Linked DNA regions of Mus musculus: region 1 is linked to region 2. A link is a contact called in public HiChIP or PLAC-seq data. All regions are on one chromosome and are shown on one strand. The core of a region is the stretch at or near the end of the contact, and the rest is flanking DNA. Distances in the headings are between cores, read along the strand shown. Region 1 holds the start of Ubxn10 (UBX domain protein 10). Region 2 holds the start of Pink1 (PTEN induced putative kinase 1).

What was found. HiChIP or PLAC-seq counts read pairs in DNA pulled down with a chosen protein or histone mark.
Region 1: a contact with region 2 is called in an H3K27ac HiChIP or PLAC-seq map of large pre-B cells, with 4 times the contacts expected there. The contact joins the promoter of Ubxn10 here to the promoter of Pink1 in region 2. A contact is called at or near these places in 2 of 39 promoter capture datasets (hippocampal neurons and stem cell-derived epiblast-like cells) and 2 of 115 datasets of contacts at active chromatin or transcription factors (large pre-B cells and pancreatic cancer cells).

The regions. Positions count from the first base shown.
Region 1 is chr4:138,723,765-138,726,584 of GRCm38.p6, forward strand. Ubxn10 (UBX domain protein 10) reads right to left here and starts at 1,501. Exons shown (of 2, transcript NM_178671.5): 1 at 1,417-1,501. Pla2g2c (phospholipase A2, group IIC) reads left to right here and starts at 1,561. Exons shown (of 6, transcript NM_008868.3): 1 at 1,561-1,724; 2 at 1,967-2,093.
Region 2 is chr4:138,324,888-138,327,687 of GRCm38.p6, forward strand. It overlaps Pink1 (PTEN induced putative kinase 1), which reads right to left and starts at 1,409. Exons shown (of 8, transcript NM_026880.2): 1 at 946-1,409. The coding sequence starts at 1,332.

The DNA of each region.
Region 1 (2,820 bases), core at 251-2,750, 400 kb after region 2:
GGTGTCATATTCAAGACACCCTGGTCATAAGATAACATGACTTGCAAGCTATCTCAAGAGAAAAACCTCAATTATGACTAATTCTCATAAGCCCACTCAAGGCTATTTCGAGACTAACACCTCCTTCAGGTAAAGCCGTTACACCCAACCTGCTTTTATAACCCACCGCCTCCTACCCAGCACAGAGACCATCTGTTACACAGAGGGAACACCAGCTCCCACCCCCACCCAGAAGGAGGGCAGGATGCTACAGGAAACAGGTGTTTGGAGAACGGCAGCCATGGCGCCTTCAGAGATACACACACACACACCCTGGGTCCCAAACTCTACCTTTGCCCTCTGTCTAGGCTCCTGCGACAGCACAATCCCTGCATGGCTCATTTATTTCATCACCTCTAGGGCCTGGCAGACACTCAACTACAAAGTGATTTGACAACGTCTAGGCGTAGGCATCCATCACGCTGCCAGCAGAAGAGACAAGTAGCCTGTTTACTTAAACACAATAGCTAGGAGGCAGACGCCTGCTAGGAAGCAGGAAACAAAACACGGGCCACTATTTTCAAGATGTTGCCCTCCAGAAGGGCAGGTGCCCATTCCTTAGGATTATCACCACACGAACAGGAAGGAAGGGACATTGGATACAAATGAAATCAAGATTCCCGTGGTTTTCCAATGGTGCCCACAAGCCACCATAGGGTCAGACCATGGTACTTCACAGCCCAAATCTAAACCTACAGCGCAAGCAGCAAAATACACCCTCCTACGAACCATCTGCTGGCATATACCGGGACATGTACACGTGCATTGGTCTTTTAAAATTGTTTATCAGTTACTACCACCCACTGCCGCCACCCCATAGTCCCCAGCCTGGCTTACAAAATTAAACTCTGTAAAGGAACCAACCCCGGGGGATGGAGGGGGAGAGAGGGAGAGAGAGAGGATCGAAACCACTCGCTATGCTACCCCAAACCAGAGATTACAATGTGGGAAACCACAAGCCACCAAGTGAGTGAAGAGAGAGAACCGGGGTTGATTCCAGGATAGAAGGGCGGGCGAGGGGGTTGGGGAGAGGCCTCTATTATTTCCGTGGTCTGGCAGGTCTGGAAGCAAAGCTTCAAGTGCAGAAGGAAGAGGAGTGTTCCGGGAATGGCAGAAAGGTCTGGAACGTGAATGCAGACCTGGGTAAAGGGCACTTGGAGCTGTGGGAGGCTCCCTGCAGCTCCTGCCTCTGCACATGACCCCGACTCCCTTCTCTCTCTTTGGATCTGGGTCCAGGGACTGGCTTGTAGACGCCCCTCCCAGGAGATTCCCTTAGCTGCTGCAGACTCAGGCTCCAGCCAGGTTGGCTCTGTCCCTGGGGAGGGCCACTCAAATGCCTGCCTCTCAGTTTCTGGGGACCCACAGCGGGCCTCTCACCTCGCAGCTCAGCTCCATCCGCCTCCGGTGCCTGGCTGCGACCAGCTGGTAAACAGCCCTGTCTCCCTGGCAACCGCCAAGGGGTGGGGGCCACGTGCTTCCGGTGGGACCGGAACCTGCCTGACCTGGACCGCAAGCTGAATTGGACTAGGGCACGGAGGGCGGAGGGGCAGAGGTGGTTCACGGATTCCAGGCTCAGGACCTTGGTGTGGCCCTGCCCCATGGAGGCCACAGGGCCCTGGGCCTGGACCCCTGCCATTGGAACTCTTCTTCCTGACCTGGCCTGACTCTTGTGTCTCCTGGGGAATGTGCGTTCAGGGGAGAGGGAGCCCTGCCCTGGAGTCGGGGGTAGGGACCAGGAACAAATCCCTGTCAATCCTTGGCCTGACTTTGCCAGTGTCCTTGTTTTAAACAGGGTTGTGCAACTGTTTTAAAACGAGACCCTTAGAATCTGGGTGGTGATTTTTTTAGGGTATGTTGTCATGGGGGTTCCCACCCCCAGGCCACCAGTCTTGTGATCACCACCTGTATCTCCTATTTCCTCCTTAAGGGTCTAACTATATACAGTCAGCAACTCCAGCCACTTCACCGCGTTTCCCAACAGCTTTGAGTTTTGGAGGCCGGCAGCCTGACTGCTTTCTCAGAAGCTATGGTCCACTACCTCAGCCATTCTGTTGGTAAGAGTCCTCCTGGCCCTACTGTCATCCCATCAGTGTGATGGATGCCTTAGCTGGAATCTGTCCAACCCACACCGAGCCATGACATGTCACACACATGAGACCCTCTGCCCTCCCTGGCCAGCCTTCTGTTTCCTGCCCTCTCCAATAGCTATTTCAAATCCTATCTGTCCTCTAAAAACCTCCCACATGCCGTCTTCCTTCCTCCCTCCCTGTGGGATGACAGTCTCCTGCCCTCTGCAAAGGAAAATAGAAACCATTGAATGTGAACCTTCTTAGTTGTCTGCTGTCAGACCAGAGGGCTCCCAGCCTTTGCACGATTGCTCTCTTGCCTCTGGTCTGTTAGAATGGTCATCTGATCCCATCCCTGTTAGCTGTCTCTGAGGTGCTTCCCAACCACAGCCACACACACGCACACACGCACACACACGCGCGCGCGCACACACACACATACACACACACACACACATACACACACACTCTCCCCCTCCCTAGGCCCAATATCCTTGCTTCTGTTGAAACCTTGACTTAAATGAAGACTCTTCCCTAGTTTAGCCTGTCCCTTCACTTGCCCAATTCCTCCCTGTCTTTGTTCCAATCTAATCAACTCTTCCTTCCAAGCTGGCATTAAGATGACTTTAAAGCTGAGAAGTGACAGCGCATTCCTTTAATCCCGACACTCAGGAGGAAGAGGTAGGCGGATCTCTGAGTTCAAGGCCAGCCTGGT
Region 2 (2,800 bases), core at 159-2,658:
GGCTGTCCTGGAACTCACTTTGTAGACCAGGCTGGCCTCGAACTCAGAAATCCGCCTGCCTCTGCCTCCTGAGTGACTTTTTTTTTTCAATTGGATATTTTATTTATTTACATTCCAAATGTTATCATCCAGCCGGGCTGTGGTGGTGCACACCTTTAATCCCAGCACTTGGGAGGCAGAGGCAGGTGGATTTCTGAGTTCGAGGCCAGCCTGGTCTACAAAGTGAGTTCCAGGACAGCCAGGGCTACACAGAGAAACCCTGTCTTGAAAAACTAAAAAAAAAAAAAGTTCAAGACAAACCTGGGCTACATATACAAATCAAGGCTCTGTCCCCCTTTTATGCATCCCAAAAGAAAAGAAATTTACTCAAAGCCATTTGTTACAGTGCAACAGAGACCAATAATCAGCAGCTTTTAAACCATACTGTTTGCAAAGTGTCGGCATATCAGGCCATCAGTAATGGGAAATAGGTCAGCCTTAATTAACAGATCAATTCCAAGAAATGTATAGTCCAAGTCATAGATAGATTTTAATCTTTGCCTTATCCCCTGATCTACCTACCCCCCCCCCCAAGGTCTAGGCATGTCCTCATGCTCTTAGACACATAACTAAGATGCCACCAGCCACTCAGTCTGGTCCACGAGTACCCCACCCCCTTAAATTGCCCAATCACGGCTCAGAGACCTGCCCTTCCCAATGCCCAGGCTCCTACCACGCCCTGGTTCACGACCCGCCCCTACACCACTAGGATTCTGAGGCTGCCCCAACAACTATCCAACTAACTCCGCCCTTGCTGTCCAATTTGGCCCCGCCCCACCCAGATCACTCACTCTCCTAACCCCGCCTCCTCCTGGCCTAGGCCCCGCCCCGGCCCGGCTGGCCTCAGGGCTACACTCTGGCCCGGTTCGGCCCGCTCCCGGCGCTCCCGCCCACCGCCGCTCTCACCTGGATCTCCTGACAGGCCGAGGCGGCCCTCCGGCCTTCCGCCTGCTTCTCCTCGATCAGCCCCAGCCCCAGCCCGAAGGCCAGGAAGACCGCTCGGCCGCAAGGGCCTGCGCCGCCCCGGGCCCGCACCATGAACTGCCTCTGGATCCGCGCCGCCAGCCCAGCTACCGACTGGCGGAAGAAGCGGTAGCGGTCCGGGAGGGGGAGCCCGACCGGCCGAGGCTGTGCTCCGGGGCTTACGACCTGGCCTGGGCGCTCTCCGCGGCCCCAGGCCGCCGCGGGGCCGGGCTTCCCCCAGCCGAACAGCGGGCCGGGCTTGGGCGCGAAGCGCAGCAGCAGCGCCCGACCCAGCTGCAGGCCTCGGCCCAGTGCCTGTCGCACCGCCATGGTGGCGCGGTGACCGGAGCCAGCTGCCACCGCCACAAACGTCTGGGACAACAACAAACTTCGGGGGCGGCGCCTGTGCGCAAGCGCGGGGGGCGGTCCCCGGCAGTTCTCCTGCGCAGCACGCGGGGGCGCTACCCGCTCATCCCTGCATCCCTTGGTGCAGCTGGTTTGCACTTTGAACCCAGGTCGAGGGGTTGTGAACAACTTCACTGGTCCTGGTTAAGATGAGACGTTGAGCCAGGAAACTAATATTTGTTATCAGTCACCGATCCAGGCCCTTTACACCTGTTAGCTAGTTTGACTGTCCCCCCCATGATATGAGTGCCAATTTTGTAGATAAGCGACTGTGGTGTTTCCAGATTGCTTGCAGGTATTAGAGTTGAGGTTGAAGTTCACACTGCCCTGGCTATCGAGGGAAGACCTTGGCTCTTCTCCCCCACTCCCAAGTGCTCTCATGCTCCTGTACAGACAGGTTGGAGGTTCCGGGGCTTAGATCTTGGAGGGAAATCTTGACCAAAGGCCATAATTTATGCACCAGTGGGTGCAGGAGCTGAGGTCTGAGACTGACTGGGAGACTTAACCAGAAGCCACCCAGATGCTTAATAAATCCCTATGACTTAAACTGCTTGTTACGAATAGCTAGCTGATAATAAGGTTATTAACCCTGTTACTATTTTTACTCATTTTATTTTACTTTATTTGAGACAAGGCCTTGCATAGCCCTGGTTGGCTTGGAATTCTTCCTGTAGACTAGGATGGCCCTCTGGAGTGTGGGGATTACAGGTATATACCACCACATCAGGCTGAATAATCTTTTTGCTTGTCTCTGACTTAAGCATAATTTTGTGTGTGTGTGTGTGTGTGTGTGTGTGTAAAATCACATAATACCAAATACTGGTCATCCAGTGAAATTTTTAATTTTTTTCAAAGCCTATTTTTTTTGGGGGGGGGGGGTGTTGAGACAGGGTTTCTCTGTATAGCCCTGGCTCTCCTGGAGCTCACTCTGTAGACCAGGCTGGCCTCGAACTCAGAAATCCACCTGCCTCTGCCTCCCAAGTGCGGGATTAAAGGCGTGTGCCACCACTGCCCAGCCTTCAAAGCCTATTTTAAATGATGGTTCTTCAATGCTTTAACCTCTCTTTTAACCCACTACCCACCAGAGGTAGTGTTGGGAGCCGCCCCCACATTCGCCGTCACAAGATGGCGCTGACATCCTGTGTTCTAAGTGGTAAACAAATAATCTGCGCATGTGCCAAGGGTATTTTACGACTACTTGTACTCTGCCTTTCCCGTGAACGTCAGCTCGGCCATGGGCTGCAGCCAATCAGGGAGTGATGCGTCCTAGGCGAAATATAACTCTCCTAAAAAGGGGACGGGTTTTCCGCCATTCTCTCTCGCTGGCATCTCTCTGGCTCTGCGCGCCCTGCGCTCTCTCGCTGCCTAAAGATGTAAACAATAGAGCGCGCTC